3 separate regions of the Sus scrofa genome follow, and regions 2 and 3 are each linked to region 1. The links are chromatin contacts, called in public Hi-C and HiChIP or PLAC-seq maps. All regions are on one chromosome and are shown on one strand. The core of a region is the stretch at or near the end of the contact, and the rest is flanking DNA. Distances in the headings are between cores, read along the strand shown.

Region 1 (4,672 bases), core at 1,565-4,064:
GTTCTAGGGCCAGGGATCAAAGGTGCCACGGCAGTGACAATGCCAGATCCTTACCCGCTGAACCACCAGGGAACTCCAAAAAGAACTTTTAAAGAAAACAACAGTGGATACTTTTTTCCCAATGAAATATTTCTCAGAAATATATATAAGGAGAATGATAATTTAGTCTCTGTGCCAAACAGACAAATCAGTTCCTTCATTGTAACAATGCTGCCTGCTCTATTTGCTGATATCTTTTTTACAAATGTGGTGCAATGGAAAAAAGATTTGACAGGGGAATCAAGAGCTTTGTGTTCTAATTTTAGATCTCGATGGTCTGGCTTTTGGTAAGTCACTTAAAATCTCTAGGCATTAGTTTCTCAATCTGCAAGCTGCAGGGCTGGGACAGTGTCAGTAGTTGCCTGCACATTCTAGACACCTGGGGAGTGTGTTGAAAGCATAGCCAGTGCAAGCTATCCTTCTGGGGATGGTTTCGGTAGGTCTGGGTGGGGCCCAGATATGCATATTTTGAAAAGTTCCTCAGGTAATTCTAATGGGTAGCCAGGGCTGAGACCCACTGGCCTGGTATCAAGTACCTTTTCAGCTTTAACATATTCATTTTTGGATCTGCTCTTCCTCTCAATTACAAGATGCTTCTCATTTGAATCTACTTAGCACATTCTACCTCATATTATAATCATGGTTATTTTTGCCTTGCCCTCTTTCCTATGCTGTAGTTTTCCCAAACACGGAATGTGTCTTACGCATTTTCGTGTGCTTGTTCTTCCTTGGCACATGGTACTTAGCTAAATTGAGCGAGGAGTTAATAAGCTTACCCAAACAATATCCCTTTCCTTTAACAAAAAGAACTACAACCCCAGTTAAGCAGAACACCCAATCCTGTGGTTCTTGCTAACTTGTAGGTGAGATTCAGGAAGGCTCTTAAAATATTTTCAAAGTGACATGTTGGTGGAATCATTTGTTCTTACACAATAACGTGATGTAATTTTATGTACCATTGTGTTAGTTATATGTTTGAGAATGTGTATTAAGTTTTGTAGGCAAAAGACTATTGCATTTCAATTTATTGATGCATCCTTGAGCAAATAATGTTTCTCTGGAAAGGTGGTGGTTATCGAAAATCTATCATAGAAATGGCTACGAGGATAAAACATATCAATAATTACAAAACAAACTGTTGGGGAAAGGAAGCTATATAGATTATTACTCTTCAGCCATAGTGAAGTAGCTCACACATCCTTTGCCATACACATGCAAAGAGAGACTACGAATACCAGGTACAGTGATGCTAGATAGTCTCCACCCAAGTTATAAAAATCCAATTAAACTCTGAAAAATACATTCTTTCTATTGAGGTGTTCAATAGAACTGCTAAATGCCCTTTGACAGCGCTGTAGTTCTTCAACAGATAACTTTTAAAGAGGTTTACAACTTTTAAAGAGCTGCTGTGTTTTGTGTCATTCAAACTCTCGAAATAAAATCTGAACTGTGAAAAGTGCAGGGTGAAATTTCACTGGGAAAAAACGGTTTTCCAGCCAGAAAAATATGACATACTCATGGGGTCTTAGCAAATAGCAAAATGACTTAGACTATCTGGCTATGGTTACATTAAAAAAGAAATACACAAAATACATCACCATATAACATATTCTCTTTATAAATCCTTTTATTTTTTTGGCCTCCCTGGGAATGTACAAGTTCCCAGGCCAGGGATGGAACCGGTGCCACAGCAGTAACAAGGAGGGGTCTCTAACCTGCTGTGCTACCAGGTAACTCCTTAACATAGTCTCTTTAGAACTTGGGCTCTGCTAATTCTCCTGGCTGTATTTTTTCCACGGCTATAACATATCCTCTTTCTTACTCTTGGACTTCACAGAGAAGGCAACCACTAGAAAATCAGTTTACCCAAAACTAGAGTTAGGTAGGAGGTAGTGGTGGTAGTGGAGACTGCACAAAAAGCAGCCTCCATGGCTTAAAAGTTTTTTTTCTTTAATTGAGATATAATTGGCATATAACTTCATGCTTTTTCATGATGTATATGGGTACATATATAATACATACATTATAAATATACACATACACACACATAAATGGATAGCCGTCTCGAAAGCAGGAATAAAAAACAGACGTAAAATATACATAAAGATTAAACTTTCAAAACCTAAATCTTTATCCTCCCTGGTATCAAGACTTTGAAACTCCCTAAGGCAAAGTGAGGCCGAATCGGGCACTAAGGAGTCCGCTCGGGGAGCCTTCGCGGTGGACTTAGAAGGGTGGTGAATCAGTCGCAGGGAAGAGTCACGCGGAGCAGTGCAGCTGCCACGACGCCCTCCGCGCCGCCCAGTCTGCGTCCCCAAACCCTGCGCACGCCGCGCTGGCCCGCCGCCTCCCGGCGCCCTCCGCCCGCCGCCGAGGTCCCGCAGCCCCAGCGGGCCTGCCGCCGCACAGAGGGCGGGGCTCCTCACAATCGGGCCGGGCGCCGGGGTGACGTCACCTTTCCGCGGCCCGCCTTCTGCGCCCGGAAAGAGGCGGCTGCCCATTGGCTGCGCCGCTCGCGGCCTCGGGGCCAATGACAGGGCGGCGAGCGGCGGGGTCCGGCCTTGACGTTGTGCAGCTTGCCGTGGGGTTTATTTGGCTCCGGGGTCCCGCACCGCCGCCATTAGGAGCCCGCAGCGTCCGAGGCCGCCCCCCTCTCTCCCCCCTCCCCCGGCGCCCCCCCCGTCTCCGCGCCTGCTCTCCGCCCCTCTGCCCCTGCCTCCCGCAGCCGGGAGCCGCGCGCGGGCCCGCGGAGACCATGTCCTGACTGAGGGGAGAGGGCGGAGGCGGCAGCAGCGGGGCGGGCGGCGGCGCGGAGGGAGGCGGAGAGGGGCCGGGCTCGGCTCGTTGCCCCGGGCTGCTCCGGGAGTCGCCGCGGCCGTCGCGGCCGCCGGGCGCCGAGCGTCGGACAGGGAGGAGGAGCAGGAGCTGGAGGAGGAGCCGCCGCCGCCGCCGCCAGGTAACCGGGCCCCGGGAGGGCGTCCCGCCGCAGGCCCCTCGCGGCCCCGCCGCGGCCTGCCTGGCCCCTCGCTCCCTGACGGCGCCCAGGCCGCCGGTCTCCCGGGCGGCCCGCCCGCGCCCCCCGAGGCGGCTTCGCAGGCTGGGAGAGGGGAGGGGGCCCGGCCCGGCCCCGCTGTGCTTCCATCTTGGGCTTTCCAGGTGCGGGGACAGGCCCGGGGCTGTGGGAGGGTGGGTCCGCCGGCTTGTTTACCGACCATCGATCAGCCGCGCTGGCTGGACGCGCCGCCGGCCCGGCCACCTCTCTTCCGCCAGATTCCCCCTCCCCCCAACTTCTTTTCCTGCCACCTACGGGCAGATGAGTGGGATTTTGCTCCCATTCTGCAATAGGCCCGAAATACTTGGGTCCGTCGCCACAAGTTGGTGCAGGTTCCCAAACTTGGATTTCGGTCCCTTGGTGGCTTCCTCTCCGCCTCCCGCGGTGGCCTCCACTGGTCGCCTTTTCTGTCTAAGGAAATAAAGGTGGGGGCGACGGGGGTGGGCTGGGGAGGCGGAGCTGGAACTGGTGGAAAGACTGTCTGCCCCTCTCCTCGCAGTTACGCTTGTACAGTGCGACTGGGTGCTATTTTCTCCACTGTGGCTTGGTGTGGGTCATTTCACAGACAAAAGGACTGAAATGCATACTTGCATTAAGCACCAGGGACCTGTTTAGGTTCAGCCTGGAAGTTTGAGCCGGCCCATTATCTTTGAGATACGCTGGTGTTTTGAAACTCTCTCGTTGAGAATTTAGTCTTTCAGTTATTTGATTGCCTTTTCCGTAACTCTGTAGACCCTCAGGTTAAACGCCGTCTCCTCTGCCCAGTATTTTGGTCTGTGTGCTCGCCGTATGATATTTTGTTGTCAGTACATTTAATGTACAAAAATACTCTTTGGGGAACACAGTTGAAGAGAAATCTTTAGCTCTGGGAAACGTTACATAATGAGTGGCTTTTCTCTCTGAGGTCTCTCTTTAGTTGATTTCTTTATCACTTGTGCGACCTCAAGGGTACCCATGTTTTCATCAAACATGGATGACTCAGTGTTCAGAACATAAGCCAGGGGAAACCATAAGGAATTTTGATCTTGGCTTGTGCCAAGGGCCTTAGCAAAGTAATCTAAACTATGTTTGTGAAAAATTAAGCCGGATCGCTCCTCCTGGTTATTAGTCTTATGAATTAAATGAGGTAATTGTGAAGACATGTAGAAACCTGCTGGTCCCTTGACTTTGGATCGTATAACGAGATACGCCGTATCCTCCTTCTACTAAAATTTTATTAAAAATTTTTATAGGGCTGTTAGGGGGACTAAGAGGACAGCAAGGGCACATTTTAATCTTTGGGGAGGATATTATTTGAATGCCATGAGGGGTTTTTATTTCTGTTGATGCTTCAACACCTTTTATTAATGCTTCAGAGCGTTGAGACACCCATTTGTTTACTCTTGAAATGTGCATGGATAGTAGATAACTCATTCGTGGTAGTATAATTTTAATCCTGTGGCCCTTGTACACTGATAAGGGTTAGGGCATGTTAACATTGAAAGTCTCTGAATTAGCATAGTTTCAGAACTCGTGATCCAGTTGTATATTTGAGGTAAATTGCCTCCTGTGCGTAATTGATATAGTGAGAGCTGTTCAGTG
Region 2 (4,672 bases), core at 1,205-3,704, 430 kb before region 1:
TAAGCAAATGCGGTAAAACGCTGGCACTTGGGAAATCTGGGTGAAGTGTAAAGACAAGTTTTAGCACCACGGTTAGAGCTTTTAAGCCTAACATTATGCCAAAATAAAAGCGAAAGGGAGGGAGTTCCTGTCGTGGCTCAGAGGTTAACGAACCCGACTGGGATCCATGAGGCTGCAGGTCCGATCCCTGGCCTTGCTCCGTGGGTTAAGGATCCGCTGTTCCCATGAGCTGTGGCTTATGTAGGCTGAAGATGCCACTTGGACCCCCCGTTGCTGTGGCTGTGGCATAGGCCAGCAGCTGTAGCTCTGAATGGACCCCTGGCCTGGGAACCTAGAAAACAAAGACAAAAGACAAAACAAAAAAGCTAAAGGGAGGCAAAAATGACTGCAATATTATAGTACTTGTTGCATGTCCTACATCCCCGCCTGGCAAGGTCCCTCATGACAAAGGCTGAGTAAGTGCATCTCTGTATCAACACAGCCCCAACACAGCAAGTTCTAGACAGTCACGGAATGTTGAGTTGATCCTCTCTGCAAGCGAGAAATTACACACATCTGGAAAAACAGCTAGGGAGAAAAGGCAAAAGCAATGTTTACAAAACCTTAAAGCAAACCAAAAAGGGGGTGGGCTGGAACGTACCTTTCCCTCTCTCCAGGGCCACAGGTAAAGGATGGTAGTTGTGGGCCCCATATTTAGCTTCCCGCTCAAAAATGTAATCAGAGGATGGAGGCCCTTGGATGGTTCTTTTCGTTGCAACAGACGTCGCAGAAGCCACTGTAGAATGAACGCCACGACGAAGGAGAGTGACGGTCTGCAGATGGGCTAGTTTGGAAAACATGGTGTCCTTCAAGGAGGAAGACCAGCAACCTGTCCAAAAAGTGAAGGCGTAGAGAGTTAAGACCTTCCGGAGCAGAGGCAGGTCAACTCCCTTGCTGAGCCTTTACCAAAGGGTCAGGAAAAGAAGAGAGAACTAAGAGCCGACTTGAGCCTTGCCTCTGGGAAGCCTGAAGGTGCCCCGGGGAGGACAAGCAGGGACACATTTACAGTAAAACCCAGCAAGCACTGGCGTGGTGTGCAAAAAGTGCTGCAGGCTGGAAACTGCAAGGAGACCAATGAAAGGTGGAAAGGCTTTTTCTTTCCACCAACTCCTTCGCATACCATCCGAAGGTTGTATAATAAAGACACACACACAGCTACACACACAGGTACACCTTCTCCCTGGGGCATTCAGCCAAGGCTGAACAGCGGAGTGACTCAAGAGTTGGCACCTAATCTTGGAGACTGAGGAACCACTCAGAAAATATTTATTTACGTGGGGGTGTGAGACTTTCAAAGATAAGAGCCCAGAGCCAGAGACCAAATCAGAGGCGCAGGCTGCCTGGGAGCCGTTGGGGGGGGGGGGGGGGCGCAGAGGGGCTGAGGACTGCTGTGCATATCAGCTCTGTCCTAGTGAAATTAAGAAAGGATTTGGCTCTACATAGGTAACAGGGATGAACCAAAGCGAAAAGAGATGAGGAAAGGAAAAGTGATTTCTTGGGGGAAGGGAAGGGCTGCTTAGAAAGGCAAAACCTGTTTTTTAGCCACAATTATCTAAAACTTCTATAGGTCCAAATCATCATACACAAAGGTGAAAGGTAAGAAGATGGGGAAAAAATGTTTTGTAATGTATAGCAAACAACCTTTGAGGAGCTTTTTAAGTGGAAGAGACCAGACACAAAATAAAACAGTATGTATGAGATGCAATGATGCAACTCTGAAAAGAAAACTGTCTACCCTGCTAAGACGGTGGTTCCTATAAAATTAACCCCCAAAAAACTGCACCACAAAAGCAACTGTTTAAAGGAGAAAAAGGCAACCAGGAACTAGAGAGTATCAAGTTATGACAAGCCAAGAAGTTTAGTAATAAATCTTAAATATCACTGAGCAAACTGGCATTCATTCGCTCACAATCTATTTATATATTTCAGAGTCAATTTCTCTCCTCTCACCAGCACCAGCCGGAAGACCAGCCCCCATCACAGTTCTTCACAAGGCTTTGTAACCAACTGTATCACTGAGAGTCCTGATAAGCCATGAAGTACATTCTGAGCTAAGGAAGAAGCCAAAAGTAACAAGAAAACGGGAAAATACACAGCAACCATGTGAGGGCAGGGGGTGGGGGGATATTTTTTAAAGATAAATTCAAGATTAGTGGAAAGTTGCCAAACATGAAACGTACTTAATATGTCTATAGCTATTTTTTTTTAAAGAGTAGTTAATTCATGTTTCAACAGAGCTCTGTCAATAAGTCAAGCCAGCACGCAGTCTGAACTGCCAGATTAGCAAAACCTATTACTTGGAACTTGGCTCGCTTCCCAATCAACTTGGCACTACCCAGTAAATCCAATATGTTCAGGCATTCGCTAAACAAAATCCAGCACTTGCCAAGACTCACCCAACTATCCTTTCTTCCCACAGTACAGATTAATTACAGATTTTTTCACTGGAGATCCAGCGACGTCTTCAGAGCGTTCAGTAACTCCTGAAATAAATTGCAGACGTATGTGCCTAAGTGCATTTTTCGAAGATCCCTAATTTCCACTAGATTTTATTTCAAAGAAGTGTATTAACCACAACAAAAAAAATTACATACGAATCATTACACTGGAGATAGCCGCTAGCAAAAATGCAAAAACTTCTGGTTATACTTGACAGAACTCACCCAAAATATTAAGTCTCAAACATTGATTTTAGGACTTCTCTTGTGGCGCAGCGTTATCACTGCTGTGGCACAGATTCAATCACTGGCCAGGGAACTTCCATGTGTTGTGGGCCCAGCCAAAAAAAAAAAAAAAAAGCAAACAAACAAATAAATAAATAAAACATTGATTGGTTTTTAACTTTATTTCTTGACTAGAGACGCAGTAAGCATTAATGCTCTGTTTGACCAACTTAAAAAAAAAAAAATTTACTTTTCGCCTTGATCAAATTAGCAGTAAAACACAGTGTCACTTAGATACCGTTTTTTTTTTGTTTGTTTGTTTGTTTTTGTTTTGTTTTGTCTTCTTGCCATTTCTTGGGCCGCTCCCGTGGCATATGGAGGTTCCCAGGCTAGGGGTGCAATCAGAGCTGTAGCCACCGGCCTATGCCACAGCCACAGCAATGCGGGATCCAAGCCACACCTGCGACCTACACCACAGCTCACGGCAAGGCCGGATCCTTAACCCAATGAGCAAGGGCAGGGATCGAACCCGCAACCTCATGGTTCCTAGTCAGATTTGTTAACCACTACACCACGACGGGACCTCCTAGATACTATTTAAACTGAAACACGGGGGAAAAACTGTAATTGCAATGTATACATGTAAGGATAACCTGACCCCCTTGCTGTACAGTGGGAAAATAAAAAAATTAATTAAAAAAAATAAATAAACTGAAATACTTTCTGAAAAAAATCTCTAACCACAATAAATAAAAGCCTTAAAAGTGTTTGTGCTCTTAGACAACTAATTTCACCTTTTTTTGGAGGAAACAGAAAAATTTTAATTGCCAGGCTACTTAGTGCTGTGCTCTCTGACTTCACTCTTAAGATTCTTTTTTTTTTTTTTTTTGGCCGCACCTGAGGCATAGGCAAGTTTCCAGGCAAGGGATAGAATCCCAGCTGCAGTTTCGACCTACACCGCAACTACAACACCGGATCCTTAACCTGCTGCGCCACAGTAGGAACTCCCGGTTTCAAGACTCTATTCGAAAGAAATAGGACGGTGGACATTCGTGAATAAAGCATGTTCAACAATGTGAGAATGGTTCAGCATAATCACATAATACATTCTCATTTAAAATAATTACAGTTCTTAATGACAAGAAGAGATTTTGTTCGTTTTTTGGGGTTTTTTTTCTTGTCTTTTCTAGGGCCGCATCTGCGACATATGGAGGTTCCCAGGCTAGGGGTCTCATTGGAGCTGTAGCTGCCGGCCTATACCAGAGCCAGAGCAATGCGGGATCCAAGCCGCGTCTGCGACCTACACCACAGCTCACGGCAACGCCGGATCTTAAACCCACGGATTGTGGCCAGGGATCGAACCCACAACCTCATGGTTCCTAGTCGGATTCATTAACCATGATGGGAACTCCCATAAAGATGAACGCTAAACATTTTTTCAACTGGGAAGTCAAACAGTTTAATGCATCAAATGCACTAGGATCCTGTAAGCACGTTTCTATTAAAGAACCTTCTGTGTTCAACTTACTGTGCTTGGCATAAGAAGCATTAGACCAGAATTAAGATGGGCTTAAAAATAGCCAACATCAACAATCTCCTCCTACAAAAAGGCTTGGAAAACCAGGACAGTAGCGTGTTAAGTTCCTCAGAGTTTGGAGACCAGGACTTAAATTCTAGCTGGGTTCTTAAGGGTAGCTTTGTTTGAATGACTGTCAATCGTTTTCAGTTTCAATGCCTCAATTTGTAAAATGAGGTTAAAGTCGTTCAGGGCCATTATTGAGGATTAAATGGGATAATATTAAAGCACTAAACAGAGCACAAAATGGCCCCTCAATGAGTTCCTTCCCTTAAATTCATAAGGGAATTAGCCATTTTCTGCAACATGAAAATCAACAGTGCATGGTTTCTTTTTTAAACTGGAGCTTTTCCTCTTTGAAAAAAAATTTTCCTATTAGGAAAAAATTAGAAAC
Region 3 (4,672 bases), core at 905-3,404, 330 kb before region 1:
CCGGGCGTCCTCCGTGCTCTGTGATGTGGACATACCTCTCCCTGCCCCTCCCGTGGAGGAGGCACTGGGCAGGGGTCCTGGCGTGGCCTTTCTCCACAGCACTGCCAGGGCCATGGCACACTTGGCACCAGGCGCGAGTCCCTCGGGGCGGGGGATCTGCTTGCAGGTGGAGTTGCTGGGTTGTGGGGGACACACAGGGTTGGCTTTCCCAGATAATGCCGGACGTTTCCAAATCGGCTGTGCCAATTTCTGCCCCATCATGGTGGGTGAGCCCCACTGGCTCCCGCCCTCGTCACCATGTGGCTGTTCTGGGAGGGAGGCCTGTGTTCCTCCCAGTTCCTAGTCCTAGGGGCTCGGGGGCACTGCCCGCACCCAGCACTTCAGTCTCCAAAGATCCCGGGCCCTGTGAGGACTAAGGAGGGACCCCAGGGGCCTTGGGTGGGAGGGTGCTGGAGAGGGAGGGGGCCTGTGTGGTGGGGTCAGTGGCGGGTCAGGGTGGCATCCCCACTCATCGGCTGCTTGGCTCCGGTCGAGTTCACTTCTCTGCACTCTGCTTCCCCTGCCCCCTGATTGGCTGGTCGTTGGGAGCAGAACTAGGAACAGCAGCGCCTTCTGGTACTTGACCTGTATGACCCTTCGTGGTCCCTGACCACAGCTGCTTCGTGCCCAGGGCAAAAGAAAAGGTTTTCAAGCTGCAGACAGTTCCGCTGGGCTCTGTGCCCGCCTCGGGGAAAGCAGCCCACTGAGAGCCAGGGCCTCCGGGCTGAGGATGGGGGTCCCGGGTGGAGGCGGCTGCAGAGAGAGGCCCCAAGGCCAGGGTCCCCAATTAAGGTCCCTGTTAGTGGCCTCCTGCCCCAAAGGGTTGGCCTCCTGGGAACCTGCAGGTAACCTGGTGGGGGAGGGTGTCCTCGAAAGCTCCGGGTAGTGGGTTGGGGTGGAGAAGGGCTTAGTAGGGCCTCCGTCCCATTGAGCCCAGCCCGACCATCTAGCAGTCCCTCAACAAACGTTGGAAGGTGTGTGCTCTGGGCCTGCCCCTCACATTGGCTCTTCTCACCTGTGTGACACCCGTGAAGGGGGCCAGGGTCACGGCGCCCTCTCTGCCAGGAGCTGGTGAGGTGGATGGAGGAACAGGGCGGGGCCTTCCAGGGGGCATCTCCCCACCAGAGCCGGTGCCAGTGCTCCCAGGCTGGTGCTCCCATTCATCTTACTTCAGCCCATCCGAACCTCAACTCCCTGGAGGCTGCCCCTCTCATCCCACCTTATAGATGTGGCAATGGAAGCTCAGAGAGGTAGATTCACCTGTGAAAGGCCACACAGCCCACCAGTGTGGGAGTCAGGATTTGAATCCAGCTCTGCCTGACTCCAAGGCCTATATCCTGAGCCCTCTCACAACCTGCTGCACCCCAGTTAGCCAAGCCCGCTGGAGCTCCGAGCTGGCGCTGGTCTCCCAAGGAAGGGGGTGCCCCTATGGGGCTCTCAGGACCTCACAGGCCCCTCTCCCCTTGTTGCCCCCACCACACTCCACACTCAGCACTGCCCGAGGAGAGGGGCCTCGTGAGGATGGGCTGTGATTTGAGCAGGGCCTGGCTCTGAAGTCACCTGACCCCGCCCAAGAGCCTGGCTGGGGGAGGTGACAGGTGGCAGCCCCAGAAGTTGCATCTTTGCTGCCTCTGCAGTTGGAGTTGGCTACACCCAAGCCTTCTCTGCCCCTCCAGTGTGGGGTGAGGGGTACCAGGCAGGTCTGGGCAGCTCCTGCTGGCCGCAGCAGACCAGAGAGGGAAGGGGACACCGAGGGCGCAGCAGGAATCAGCCTGGCCGCCCTCCCGGAGTGGCCTCTAACCGCGACGCAGCCTTAGCCACAGGCTTCTCTAGATGCCCTGCAAGGACGGCCTGCTGTGGACGCCCCTCCGGGATCTGGAGACACCCTCTCGCTGCAGCGCCATTGGCTCCAGGCAGCTGGGTCTGGGGACCTGGAGGGCAGGGGGGCGTTCCCCGGAGCTTTCATTGTTGCTACTGTTTATCAACACCCCAGAGAAGACCAAGCACTTTTGCTCCGTGGATGGCATCTCTGACTCCTGGCCCCCGATCCCTCTCCTTGCAGACACGGCTGGATGCAGTTCCTAGCTCTAACCACCGTGCTGTGCCCTATTTGGTTTTCTTTGTGCTGCGGTTCCTCTGTGCTGTGGGCAGGCCCAGGCTGAGCTCCCAGCCCCAGCGCGGTCTTCAGGGTGGGGGGGCAGCCGGGAGCAAGGCCACACCCCCATCTTCTCCCAGATCCCCAGGCTGGACGCTAGTGCCCTGTGGCCAGACCCGCCTGAGCCTAGAGTCGGGGGACGGCTCTCTGCCTTCCCTGTGCTGAGACAGGGCAGCAGAGAGTCAGGGAGAGCATCCTGTCCGGGTGGCCAGAGTCCCAGGGACAGGGGAGGGGAACAGTGGCGGGGGGGAGAGCCCAGCCTCCGGGAGCTGGTGTCAGGTCCTGTCGCTCCGCCCCTTGCCAGCCGTGTAACCTTGGACGTGATGCTCACCTCTAAACCTCCTGTGTCTGGCGGGGGCGCGCGGGGTGGGGGGCAGGGAATGGCAGCTGTGTGGATGCTCAGGGGAGGGTTAGGCTTGGCCCCCCCCAGGGGGATGGCCTGGGGACAGCACCCCAGGCCCTGCTTGACCAGCTGATGGGATACCCCCCACCCTGTTGTTCTGGACTCCCCGAGCCTCCCCACTGGCCTCGCTGCCTCTGGGGCGCTCTGCTCACCACGGGTGCCCCCACTGTCCCACTGCCAGCAGCAGGAGGCCCAAGTCCACCTCCTCTTTGTCTCGCCTCCCCCCCAGGTATTTCTTGAGCACCTAGTATGTGCCAGGCACTGTCTGGGGATGAGGGACAGTGATGGGTCCCTGCCCTCCAGGACGGGTCTTTCCAGTGGAGAGAGGGCAGCAGGAGACAAGCGGACCAACCCACGAGCAGATCCTTCCAGAGTGAGCCTCAGGCCCTTTCCAGCACCAGCTGGCCCGGCAGCCCATTCCCACCGGCTCACCTGTCTCTGTGCACCTGGTCCCCGAGCGGGTGGCCCTTCATGCCCCCTGTCTCACTCACTTCCTTCCGCGGCCCTGGCTCAGCCTCCCCGCCCGTGTCCCTCCCATCACAGCTTCTCCTCGGGGCCTGGCTGCCCTCTTGGAAGGAAAAGACTGTCCCTCATGGGGTCCCCATCAGGCTCAGGCTATCTGCCCGCCAGACCCAGTGGTCTCTGGGGCAGCAAGCTGACTGCCTCAGGCACAGGTGGGGGTGGGGTCGAGGCCAGGCCCTGCTGCCTCCTCTGCCCCTCACCTGTGGGTCAGGGTCTCAGCCCTTCAGTGTCTGGTCCTCGTTTAGCCCGTTCATTCCCAGTGGGGCTGATGTCGCCCCCAAGGAGGCCAGACTCTTGGGGGTGATAAGCCCTAGAAGGTACGGGGTTTGTGGCCTTCCGAAGGGCAGGGTGCACAGGACGGGCTGGTGGGCATGTGCCTGCCCTCGGTGTGGTCCCTGCGTTCCTTTGGGTCACCTCTTCCACCCCAGCCCGCCCCAGGACCGCATGTTCCGCTGCGGAACTCAGGCGTGGCTGGTCTGGAGCAGGTGGAGCTCCTGGCCATAGGGATGGGTGTGTGATCTGAGCCGGGTCAGTGAGCTGGCCTGGGATTTTCCAGAGCCCCTAGGAAAATGGCCAGTGAACTTTAAGCTGAGAAGTACCAGTGGCCCTCTCTGTCATCCCAGGGGGAAAGCCTGTCTGAGGGCGAAGCGGGCCAGCAGGAAAGCAGAGCCTAGAGACGGAGAGAAAGACAGACTTCCAGTTATGTGGTTTGAGCACCTGGATATAGCTCTACCTGCAGCTGGTCCCAGCCTCCGGCCTTTTTAGTCAAGTGGGCTAGTAAATTAATGTTTTCGTGAGCAGTGCCGCAGGAGCACTGCGTTATCTCAGAGTTGGTCCAAAGAATCTCTGAGGGTCTCCTCAGCTGGTCGGCCTTGTGGGCTTCTTTCTGGTGCACGCCTGCTGGGAGGCGGGGTGGCTGCCCCAGTGTCCTGCTTCCTTTACATGCGTGGGTGACATGAGGTGCAAGCCCCGGCCCCCGTGCCGCCCTTTCCTGAGGGGCAGCTGGAGACCTCGGCAAGGGCCTTCAGCTCACACCCCTCTGGCTGTCTCTGTTCTCTGGAAAGTGCTGGAAGGAACCTCATTTAACCTCAGAGGAAGCTGCCTACGAAGGTGTGTCAGAGCCGTCCCAGAATAGAACGGGCTGCCTAGAGAGGGGCGAGTCCTCGTCACTAGAGTTGACCTGGGCAGGCTGGCAGCAGAGGCTGCAGGCGGCAGAGCAGCCGCCAGAAGCCGGGGCTAAATAAAGCCTCAGCCCCGTCCTGGGTCTGCTGACATTTAACGGGCACCTGTGGACGCCAGGTCGTTTCTGTACCTCTGGTCCCCGGGACAGCCCTGTTGCCAGTGTTGCCGCCTTCTATCTGCAGATGTGGAAACTGGCCCAGGCCGGGCAGGAGCCTGGTGCTCAGCTATTCCTGCTGGGCCTGTCATTCAAGCCTGGCTTCCCAGTCTCTGACCTCCTCCTCTGGGTCATGGGCTGTTGGCCTCAGCGCTGGAGCCCAGTCGGTACGGCCTCAGGTCCAGATGCGGGTGTACAGGTAGGTGAGCAGCAGAGG

What was found. A called contact is a pair of places that touch in the nucleus more often than the background predicts. HiChIP or PLAC-seq counts read pairs in DNA pulled down with a chosen protein or histone mark.
Region 2: a contact with region 1 is called in an H3K27ac HiChIP or PLAC-seq map of alveolar macrophages. The contact joins the promoter of OAT here to the promoter of ZRANB1 in region 1. A contact is called at or near these places in 1 of 47 Hi-C or Micro-C datasets (liver) and 1 of 2 datasets of contacts at active chromatin or transcription factors (alveolar macrophages).
Region 3: a Hi-C map of embryonic fibroblasts shows a contact between it and region 1, with 2.2 times the contacts expected there. The contact joins the enhancer-like site here to the promoter of ZRANB1 in region 1. A contact is called at or near these places in 1 of 5 promoter capture datasets (liver), 2 of 47 Hi-C or Micro-C datasets (embryonic fibroblasts and liver) and 1 of 2 datasets of contacts at active chromatin or transcription factors (skeletal muscle).

The regions. Positions count from the first base shown.
Region 1 is chr14:134,251,113-134,255,784 of Sscrofa11.1, forward strand. ZRANB1 (ubiquitin thioesterase ZRANB1) reads left to right here and starts at 2,815. Exons shown (of 10, transcript XM_013983854.2): 1 at 2,815-2,995.
Region 2 is chr14:133,822,325-133,826,996 of Sscrofa11.1, forward strand. OAT (ornithine aminotransferase) reads right to left here and starts at 2,455. Exons shown (of 10, transcript NM_001185141.1): 1 at 2,436-2,455; 2 at 641-868. The coding sequence starts at 839.
Region 3 is chr14:133,922,692-133,927,363 of Sscrofa11.1, forward strand. The region is part of intron 6 of LHPP (phospholysine phosphohistidine inorganic pyrophosphate phosphatase); the gene reads left to right. Among named protein-coding and RNA genes, the nearest start is that of TRNAE-UUC, 30 kb to the left of the region's middle. Within about 2 kb of position 2,155, at least 14 of the 83 cell types and tissues checked have an H3K27ac peak or open chromatin away from gene starts, as enhancers often do. A contact at or near this core is called in embryonic fibroblasts, where this site is marked.